Linked DNA regions of Anas platyrhynchos: region 1 is linked to region 2. A link is a contact called in public Hi-C data. All regions are on one chromosome and are shown on one strand. Each heading gives the region's core, a stretch centred on a gene start, on an enhancer-like site or on the middle of the called end of the contact. The rest is flanking DNA. Distances are from core to core; before and after follow the strand shown. Region 1 holds the start of ZNRF2 (zinc and ring finger 2). Region 2 has its middle 24 kb from the start of MTURN.

Region 1 (5,194 bases), core at 922-3,421, 38 kb before region 2:
TGTGCTTCGTACGAACCGCACAAGCCAGCGATAGGGCATCCTTTCATCACTGAAAGGAACGCATGTACCTTCTTCCCGCAAGCTACTGCGATGCTATAGCGAGTACCCCTGCAACAAAGCACTACTATTCGGCAGCTTGGTACTATGAGAACAGTTGTTTTATCTCTTAAGGGCAAATACTCCTTTATTATGATAGGGCTTGACAGCTCTCTGTTGTGTCCAACCAGTGCGCTGGGAGGAGACAGTTTCAGACCCAGGCAGGAACAGCTCTGATGCCTCCAGGTCAGCACAGCAGCGATGGATGGGGGCTGGCACGTGACAGCAGCCCTGCGCTCCCCGCAAGGCTCGGACCGAAGGCACTCCTGCCTTGGCTACCAACAGGTCGCCTTACAGAGAAGAAAAAAGCCCAGTCGGCTGCAGACGGCATTCACAAACCCATTTATCGAAATACAGCAATGGGGAAATTTCACATTAACCCTCCACCTTCCAAAAATAAAGCTTTTTTTTTTTTTGGAGGCTGGTTGGTAGTTACAACATGTATCTTCTCTGATATGCGTTAGATTTATGGAAAGAGTGAATCCATTTAAAAAAAAAAAAAAAAAGAAAAGGTCACCTTGGACCTTAATGTTTGACTTGTAGGAACAATGACCTTTAAATAAGCAGCACCCGAAGCACTCTGCAACTTCCGTGCTGACTGTTTTTGACTTCAAGGTAAAGAACCCAGGTGGTGAAATGCAAACCCACCACTATTCATCTAAACATCGCAGGAAAGACAAAAAGACCGCTCTGGGTTAGTGTGAGTGTTTAGAGGGCCTCTGCTTCTTGGTGAATTTGGGGTGGCTTCGCCTCCTGCCTCGACACCTCGCTCCTGTCTCTGCAAGGCTGCTCTTTGGAGCCGTGGACAGCGCTGTGCCCTGAGAGGCAGAGAGGCACAGAGCTGCTGCTCTGCTCTGTTAGGGGAAGGGAAATAAATAGAGAAACTCTTTGAGCTTCTGCTTTCCCTCGCCTTCCCCAGGGCCCGAGCGCAAGCGGCACGGGCAGCTCCTATAGGGGAACTGCAGCGGGTCGGGGGCCGCTCTGTGCCCGAGCGGCGGAGGCAGGCACATGATCCAATTAAACCCTAATTATGTAAGCAGCCGGCGAGAGCATTTACACAGCCACCGGCTCTGCGCTCCCCCCAAACCCCCCCCCCCCAAAAAAAAAAACCCTTTTCCCTTACCTCCGAACAGGTGCGGCGAGAGGTGCGCGGGCAGCGAGCCGATGACGAGCCGGGGTCCCCCGGAGCCTCCACCACCACCTCCACCTCCACCACCCCCGGAGCCAGCAGCGGAGCCTCCACCTCCCCCGGGGGCTCTGTCCCGGCCGCCTTCCTCCGGGGTGCTGCTGACCGAGTCCTGCGAGCCGTAGGGGCCGCTGCTGTGGGGGATGCTGAAGGCGGGCTGCGCCGCGCGGCTCCCGGCGGTGCTGGAAGCGGCAGCGGCGGCGGCGGCTCCCAGGGACCTGCTGCGGGGCGCCGACCCCGCGGCTCCCCCCGGGGCTGCGGCTGCCGCTGCCGAGCCGCCGGGAGCGGCGTGAGGAGCCGGAGCCGCCGCCAAGTGAGCCGGCCGCCCGCTGCCGCCCGCCGCCCTCCCGTTAGTGCTGGAGGAGGAGGAGGAGGAGGGCAGGTCCCCGCCCGAGTACGCCCGGGTGCGGCCGTTGGCGGCGGTCGGGCTGCTCTGCTTCGCCCCCATGGTCCCTCCGCTGCCCTTCTCCGCTGCCTCCTCCTCCTCCTCCTCCTCCTTCCCGGCGGCGCTGGGAGTCCGGCCCCGGCGGGGGCGCTGCGAGGAGCGGGGAGGGGAGAAGGCGAGCTCGGCGGCGGCGGCGGCTGCTGCTGGCTGCGGGGAGGCGAGAGCCGCCCGCCGCGATCCGGCTCAGCGGGCGGCCCCGGCGCGGACTCGGCGGCGCCACCATGAGCTGCTCGGCACGGCGCTGGCTGCCCCAGAGCGGCGGCACCGACCCGCTGCTGCCGCTGCCGCTACCGTCCCCGCCGCTGCCACCGCCATGCTCCGTCGCCCGGCTCTGAACACGGCACCGGCGGCGGCAGCAGCGCCGGCCCCGAGGCCGCCCGCCCAGCGCCCTGTGGCTGTGGCGAGGGAGGCGGGACGGGCCGGGCCGGGCCGGGGCGGGCAGGGCGGCGCAGCCGCTCCTCCGCTCCCTGTCGCCATGCTGGGGGCGGCACCGCTGCCGGCCCTCCTCACACCGCCAGCGAGCGGCTGGTGCTTGTGGGGTGCTGCCTGCCGCCAGGTGCTACACACCGCCCCAAAACTCGGCCCTGCAGTCTGGGCAGCACCCATCTGTTCTACAGTTACCACAGTAAAATAAAACAGCACCTTAATCCAGACACAAAGCACCGCTCTGGTGCACCTGAGGATGCTCGCTCAGACGTGAACAAGCACACAGGCCTCCCTTTTCCCCCTCCTTTCCCCATCTCCGTTACAGCTGCGTGCAGCTGGAGCTGGCGCCTGGGGACGTGGTGACACTGGTAGTGGGACCAGATGGTCTTGGAGGGCTTTTCCAACCTTCATGATTCCGTGCTTCCATGATTTATCTATTTTTTGGTGTCAGTGCGGCTCACAGTGCAGTTTGCCAGAACAGGTACCACCACTTTGGATGGTGGAGGAGGTTACCAACACTAACTACTCATTCCCACACCGTTTTTCTGAGTGGCTGAGCCGCTTTGCGAGTAATCCAAACCCCATTCAGAGGATCCTGCTGTAAACTGTTGCTGGTTTCAGTACGAGGCAGCGATTCCGCAGCTGTCTCATGGACAGGTTGTTTGTGGGGCTGAGCAGACAGCTGGGGTCAATAATGTGCTGTCCCATGCTATGCCATCCCCACTTGTGAATGATGAGCTGCAGTCTCTGCTAGCAGGGGGAGATACCCCAAGGTAGACCAAGCATGGTCATTTTCTAACTCAGTTTCCTAAAGAAAGTGTGATCATGCTATCTGCTATACCACCAGCTCCTTTTGAAACCCTTGGACAGCTTGAGCCAAATCTCTCAGAGATGCCAACAGTACAGAAAGCAAGCAGTCATGCAGAAGCTACCTTCTACACGACAGAGGTCCTATTAATGTTCCCACAGAAGGAAAAGCTACAGTAGGAGTTCCTCTCTTGCTTGATCCCAAGAATCCAGTTGGGCAAAGGATGTTGCAGACATGACTGATAATTTCTGCCCCCCAATTAACACTCATTGCATGTTCAGCCCTATCATAGAAGGTTTAGAGGACAATGTGTTAATAGGGTTATGGAGTTCTTAAAATTCCCACTAGTGAGTAGTAGTGGAGCTGGCTGGCTGGTAGGATAAGCAGCATTTTGAAAATGCTGCATTGCTACACGGTACCGTCTGTAATTTCCCTACAGTGATTCTAAGGGTTGAGCAGGTATTAAATACAGATTTTATTTGGCTATGACTAACCTTTTATTCAGTATAGAATTAAATAGTAAAGCCTATGGGGGAAAAAAAGCCCTCAAGACATCCAAAGAGTTATTCAGTGTTACAGTCAGCAAATTACCTTTAACAGCACAGAATATTTTACAGAAGGGAAGTCAGCTGCAGAAAGCAAGTCACAACAACAGGACAGCCCTGTCTCCTTCTCAGAGAGCATTCAGAGAGCACTCAGATGTGATTTTCTTTCTTTTCTTTCTTTGGCTTCCATGCATTTCGGGCATTTAAATATAATATTTGCAGATCTCTCACTATCAAGTGTGAATCTAAACAGGACCCATACCTCAGAGAATGCCTACATCTTCAGAAAAGCGATGTTGCATGTTTCTGAGCCAGCTTTCTCCCCTCCATCCTTCCTGGTCCCTCTTTTAAATGATTGAATAGAATTTCTTCTGTGTATGGAAATTTGCTCTCTATAGCCAGTAGTACAGTTAGGTTTTCAAACTAATGTTTCTTCTAACAAATGACTCCACAAGCACCAAGTCCTGTAGAGGCAAGTACCTGGCACTGTAGCTTCCACCCATTTGTTCATTAATATGCTCCAGAAGCAGTTTGCATAAAATATTCAATTTCCTACCCAGCACAGAAAATAATCATTGGCAAGAGGAAACAGTGCAAAGAGAAAGCAGAACATATTGCTGCTGACCAAATTTCCATAGATCTCTGGGACTCGGCGGAAAGTACATAGCTGTATGAAAATTAACTTCCACGGGCCTACGTGGATGAATGCTCTTATTATTCCTGTAGAAACATATCTAGGGAATCTTATTCGTAATTAAATAAGCACGAAGTAGGCACTAGCCTTCTTGTTCCTTGTCCAGGATACTGGAAAAATTACTGGTTTAGACAGGCAGATACACTTGCTGTTCTTTGTTGTAAGCTGTATACCTCCATTTTAGTTCTGGTTGCACTACCTTGTCTATCAGCAACTGAAAATAATAAGCTTGTTTCTTCACCAGTTTCCTTAAAAATACCAAGTGGCAGGTGTGCCCTAAGAACACAAAATTGGCTATAAGTTCATAACATTGCACATCTTGGAAACCATGTGCTGTATAAATGGAACCGGGTCTGAATTTTGGTTAACGGTGAGCTGTGCTGATGGATCATCCTCCCTCTCCCCTCCTACTCACTTTGGTGTCTTTTATAGGGTGACTACAACAATGTTTGAAGGAAGGTTTACTTCAAAAAGGTAGTCCTTTCTGAAGGACGGTGGCTGAAAAAACAATAGAAAACACTCATAACATAGAGTTTAATTTTCTGGTAACTAAGATGGGCTCCTAGTAGGGCATGGGGAAACAAGATTTTCTGTTCAGATGCCAAACTAGGGGTGCATGCTGTGGTTGGAAAAGATCAGCGAGGTTTTTACATTACTGTACATTGCAGGTGTTTAAAACAAATCACACTGCACAACACCTCTCCACAGATGCTGAAAGCAGTGTTCAGTTGCTCAAACAGAAAGCAAAACAGAACTGTTTCATCCTTGTAAAATACGAGTTTTATAAAATACACATGCCTTGCATCTGCAGGTCGTTTAAGCCATCTGGCTGACCAAACTGTCTTCAGGTATGTTCACATCTCTATGCTAAAAGATAAAGGCCCTGTATTGGTATTAGTGTATCTCCAGCTGGTAGCTGATCTCCTGAAATACGTAGCAGACCTTACTATTCAATATCTTAGGTTTTAATTTGCACTGAGTAACCCTTTACTCA
Region 2 (5,449 bases), core at 1,591-4,090:
TCAGAGCTGCAGCCAGTTTCCAAACCATCTCCCAGCATCCCATCCCAACCAGGAGCTTTCATTGCCTGCTCCTTGCAAAACCAAAGCAAACTGTTCAAGCATTTGCATCCTTCAGAAGCCCACTAGGTGATGAAGGCCGTACAGCACCACCCTAAATCAGGACCTCACTCGAAGGCATACCTGGAGTCCACCACGGGTGGTTTTGTCCAGCCTGTGCTGGAGCAGTGTCCAGAAGAGGGTGGCAGAAGGGGGATGAGCATTCAGGGCCCTGATACCTCTGAGCATAATGCTCCTTTGTTACCAATTTCCACTTATATTTAAAAGGCAGCCTTTTTTTTTTTCTAATCTCTTCCAACACGGGGCATATTCCCCATCTGTTTCCCTCTCCAAGAAGAGGTCTGGTTAGGCAAGCTGCTCTCACCGTCTCCTTGAAAACCAAATCAGTTCCAAGTGAGAAAGTCTGGGTTTGAAGAAAGCCACCTTCTTTTTTTTTTTTTTTCTCCTTTTTTATTTTTTTTTTCCCTATTGTTTGCCAGGCTCTAACAAAGCCTGCTCCCACGTGCGCAGCATCCACGTCTGGGAGGAAGGCGTACCCCGGCGGGCTGTCATCCCGGCGGCGGGGACACAAAGCAGCGGGAGGCACCGCTGTCAGCAGCGGAGGGGACGTGGAGCCCTGCAGCTGTCAGGCTCGCAGTGATGCTCCCTGCTCATGCACCTCCTGCTCTCATCAGGGAGCGAGATATTTCCTCCTCCCTCTGCTTGTCGCTGGGGAGCCGCTGGGAATGCTAATGCCGTGCCCTGTCAGCTCCGGCAAATTGCTCCCTTGCATGAACAAGGAGCTCCGCTTTGAGCTGGGTTCAGTAGGAAGCTTCCCAGCACTAATTAGACAAGCTTTGGGTCTTGGTTTGGGTTTTGTCTTCCCATCTCTTTTCGTCCCCGCAGGGTCCATCTGCAGCAGTGAGCCGACTCCCAAAGCCCCAGCAGGGTAATTATTTATGAACGTGCCACAGAGACCGGGTTGCACTGAAAAATGATGAAGCCAAAAGCTTGCCTCCCGTACCACATGGCCATTGTGGCACATCGCTCTCCCTGCACACCAAGAGGATGGGACACCACCCTCATTAAAATAGGTAGACCACCTAATTGCTTCCTCTGGGGAAAAAAAAAGACCACAACAGTGATCCCCACCTGCTCCCAGGTGCCAGCACTTTGGGGCAGGGTGCAGGAGAGAGCAATCAGCCTGTATTTTTTTTGCAGTGTTCATGTTTAAAAAAAAAAAAAAAAAAAAGCAGGAGGTGTAGGCTTCTCTGCAGAGAAGACATGGGAAGGAGCTCACTCCTTTCACCATGGGTCTTGGAGCGCTGCTACCAGTACTTTGCCTTCTGGGGGGGAACTGGGACTGGTGAGAGGTGTGTCCAACCCAAATCTTTACATCCTAACACCCCAGTATCCCAGATGCACGATGTGGTGCAGCCACTGCCCTGCTAGACATGGCACAACATTTTGAACGAGGAGGGGGCATGGACCCAGTAATTGTCTTGTGTTGGGCAGTAAGTGCTGACAGCAGAGCCTTCAAGATGTGATGGAGAGGTGTATTGTGAATCCATCACTCTTTTGTTATATGAACAGTGACTATTGCTCCCTGGGACTATAGTCTCCACAGGTTATGGTTCGAAGCAGCTCCTGATGGCTGCAGACAGCTTCTCCTCTCTCACTAAAATGAGAACTAACATGGGCACTGCAACCATTTCTGGTCCCTCGATAAATCTGTTCTTCTACAGATTTGGCTAATTGAGCTACACTGTGGGCACCCACATCCACATGTGTTAGGTGAGGTATTCCACCACTTGATTGTGTTTTATTAGAATATTTTTTTTTATATTAAAATAAAGTGAAATTTATTTGAACCTGCCTCTTGCTAGTTTCATTTATTGGCCTGTATCTCTTTTATTGGAGGAGAAAATGAAAACCTTTCCCATTCACCTCCTCAATATCATCAAGACTTTATAGGCCTTCAGTATCCCCCCATGTGTTTCCTCTTTTGCAGAGAGAAAAGGAGTCCCAGAAACATTTATCAGCATTAAGTTTTAGCTGCTGTTTTATTGCCCATTCCCTCTGCAACTCTTTGAGTTTGGCTTTCACTTTACTGCAGCTGTTAACTTGAACCTTCAGAGCTGAAGAATCAGAAACTTAGCTCACATACATGACAGGAGAGAGTGTTTTCTGATGTCAAGCCACTTCAAAGCAGGAGGCCTGGGACCCATTTGACAATGTCCCCGAGGAGAGCTCAACCTTTGAGCCCCTGCTTCTCTTTGCTGCAGACATCTCCCTTACGCACCCGAAAGATGGGAGAGGTGAATGGGGTAAATGCTGAGCTGTGAATTCCTGAGCCACCCAGCCTGTTACTAATTACCATTATTAAATATTGACACAGTGAGTGCACACAGAGCTCTCAGCACAGATCCGTGCCCCTCTCTGGCAGCAGCAGTGAAAGCCAGGCAGAGGAACAGCTCCCAGAGCACTGACACCATGAGACCCTGATCCACCCTGGAATTAATGTCCCCTGGGGGCTGCTCCCATCTGGAGGAGCTGGCACAGCTTTAGGGGAAGCTCCTGACCCCAAATTGCTGCTTTTGGGATTGTCCTGGCTGCCACCACAGTTGACAGGGCAAGTGGGATGATGTGGAGCCTGGAGAGCGGAGGCAGCCTGCTGGGTCCCGCTTCCCCATGGCAATGAGAGGTTGCTGCTCAGGAAGATTTAGCCCAAGAAGGAATGGCCACCAGAGCGTGGGAGGCTCTGGAGGCTGCAGCTCTTCCCCCCCTTTCTCTGTGCTGCCAGTTTGTGTGCTGGGCTGCGTGCCAGGGACGCAGATGCACTGCTGCACGGTTCCTCTACCCCATGTCACGGCTGCATCCAGCGCTGATTTTGCCCATGGTCATGTTTTAATGCAGCAGCTGGCTTGGCCGCGAGCAAGAAATAAAATATGATCCCCCACATTTGCAAACTGCCCAAAGCCAGCCACAGCCCTGGGCTCCTTCTCTAAGAACAAGCAGCAGCATTTGCTAAGCTTTCTTGCATCCCGTCTCCACCAGCCAGCCTTCCTCACCAGACCTTCCCCCTTTATCTCTTCAGATAACATTGGGCAGGCACAAAAGCTACGAATAGTCTGCACCAGGCTGGCACTCCTGAAACAGCAGAATATTCATGTTGTTTTTTTTGACCCTTGCCCCACGCTAAGCTTTTTCATGAGCACTGCCTCTTACTTGAGTGAAGAGCAGCCACTGCTCCTACTGTGCAGCTTGAACAAGCCTCCATTTTGAGGGTGAGCTTCGCTGTCCTGACACCAGACAGAAAAGTGCTTTCCAGGAGAATTACTTGCTTTCAAAAGCAGATGAAAGAGGAGTTACTGTCTGAGATGACATTTTCAGGAAATCACAGAAGCCAGGTTGCATACTAACACAAACTCTTGCAGGGCACCGATTTCTCCTCTTTGCCCAAGGGCAAGGTGAGGAGAGGCCAGGGGGACCACATGGGCTCTGTCTTACCCCAAACAGCCAGGCTGGGGGAAGAGGGAAGGGTCACACAACATCTCCTCTCCCCATGGGAGGTCAGAAACTGCAAAGGTGGATGGAGGCAATGGGGTAGGGGCAGGACGTGCTGGTGGGGATTTGTTACCCAGCTTCTGTAGTAACATGTGCTGGAGATAGCCCATGGTGGGAGTTAGCATCATCCCTCACTCCCCTGGAAGATGTTCACAGTAAGTCCTTATTTGGGACAGGGAGAGGAAAAGGCAGGCCACAACGTATTTATTATATATCCCAGGCATAATCAACAGGCTGTTAATTATAGGGCTGAAACATATACAGCTGTAGCTTACGTGGCTTATATGGGAAACTGTTATTTAAACAAAATATCAGGGATGATATTCCTTTGTCTTGCAGTTTGCCTGGATGTTAGCATGAGCCTGGTACTCTGCCAGTCACCCAAAGCCTGGACCCCAGGACTTCTGGGACTTTAGTGGGGACAAGGAGAGCTGGTTCTCTCCATCCCCAGGCTCCAGGTGAGCTGCTCAGGCTGAGGGGCTTATTTTAAGTCAGACCTAAGTCCCACACATTCGGCCTGAATGGCTTTTTTTTATCATCCAAGAGCTGCTTGATGACTGACAGCGAGAGAAAAGCTTACTGGTGTGAGTGATGGGGATGGCAATGTGGGAAGTTGTAGGGAGAGGCAAAGAAACACACTTTCTCCTATTTTCTCCAGGTCCTTCTGTGACCTTGAGACCATAGACAGACACCAGTGAAGCAGGTACAGGAGGCCTGGCAGACCATCGTTGCAGGCAGTGATTTGGCTTGCATTTCTTTCAGCAGTGGCTCCCTCCCTTTCTCTGCATTGCCCTTTAGAAACATCCCCCGTTGTTCCACCAGCTCCTGGTTTGGGGCCAAAGGGAGAACCAGCCTGGAGACCAGCCTGGGTTAGAAACAACCCACTGGTTCTTTTCCCTAGTTCCAGTTTTCTCTCATTTTACTTCCATTTCACTTATTAAACCATATAACAAAGAATTTCTACCTTATTCATGCAAGTGTGTAGCCACAACTTTAATTACTGAAAGAGTAGCATGGGTTTAAGAATAAATGATCTGATTTTTTTTTTTTTCTGATGAAATGCACCCAGATTTCAATCTCTTCTGGAGAACCGCTACTACAAATCGAGTAGCTATCATCCACCTGAATTTTTTCATCCTCCTTTCAAATCACCCTGCTCTCCTGCTTTCCAGTATAGAAACTTTGAATGCTGAAGTTTCTCCTGTAAAGCTGTTCTGTTCGTGGTTTGGCACAGGGTGTGAGCTGAGATAAATTTTGTCTCAGGCTATCTGTCACTTCAGGGTCTGTCTCTAACAAAGCTGGAAGCTGGAGTTACATTAAGGCATCCATGGCACGTCCGTTCCTATAAATACATCATTTACAGTGGAAACTTCTATGGATGTCAAGGGGCGTGCTTATGTTTATGGGACTCATTGAATAAAGAGAGGGAAAGTTCATTTCCTGTTTTGAAATGATTCTCAATTTTATCAAAGGGAGAATTGCCCCGTGGAGCCGACTAGCTCCCTGCCATTTTACACATACAGCTTTCCTATTTAGCCATTAAGCAGATTATTCTCTGCTGGATGGATATGTGTGTTTCCTCTTAATGTTAGTGATAGTCCCTCGAATGCCGTGACAGAATAAATACCAAACTATGTGAACCACTCGCTCCCTAAAGGGAAATGCGACTCCTTCAAGCAATGTAGGAATCTGACAGCAAAGCAATGGGAGCTTGAGAAGGGTGGAGGGAGCTCCTGGCAGGGATGATCCTCAGGGATGATGCTCTGCCAGCTTTGGCAGCAAAGCCCACCAAAGATGCTCCCACCCATGGACCCCTATCCCTGGTCCCTTGGGCTGCAGTCCCCTG

The links. A called contact is a pair of places that touch in the nucleus more often than the background predicts.
Region 1: a Hi-C map of liver shows a contact between it and region 2, with 1.6 times the contacts expected there. The contact joins the promoter of ZNRF2 here to the enhancer-like site in region 2. A contact is called at or near these places in 2 of 8 Hi-C or Micro-C datasets (liver and skeletal muscle).

Annotation. Positions count from the first base shown.
Region 1 is chr2:115,634,339-115,639,532 of IASCAAS_PekinDuck_T2T, reverse strand. ZNRF2 (zinc and ring finger 2) reads right to left here and starts at 2,171. Exons shown (of 5, transcript XM_027451131.3): 1 at 1,220-2,171. The coding sequence starts at 1,730.
Region 2 is chr2:115,597,037-115,602,485 of IASCAAS_PekinDuck_T2T, reverse strand. No RefSeq gene overlaps it. Among named protein-coding and RNA genes, the nearest start is that of MTURN, 24 kb to the right of the region's middle. Within about 2 kb of position 2,840, at least 4 of the 8 cell types and tissues checked have an H3K27ac peak or open chromatin away from gene starts, as enhancers often do.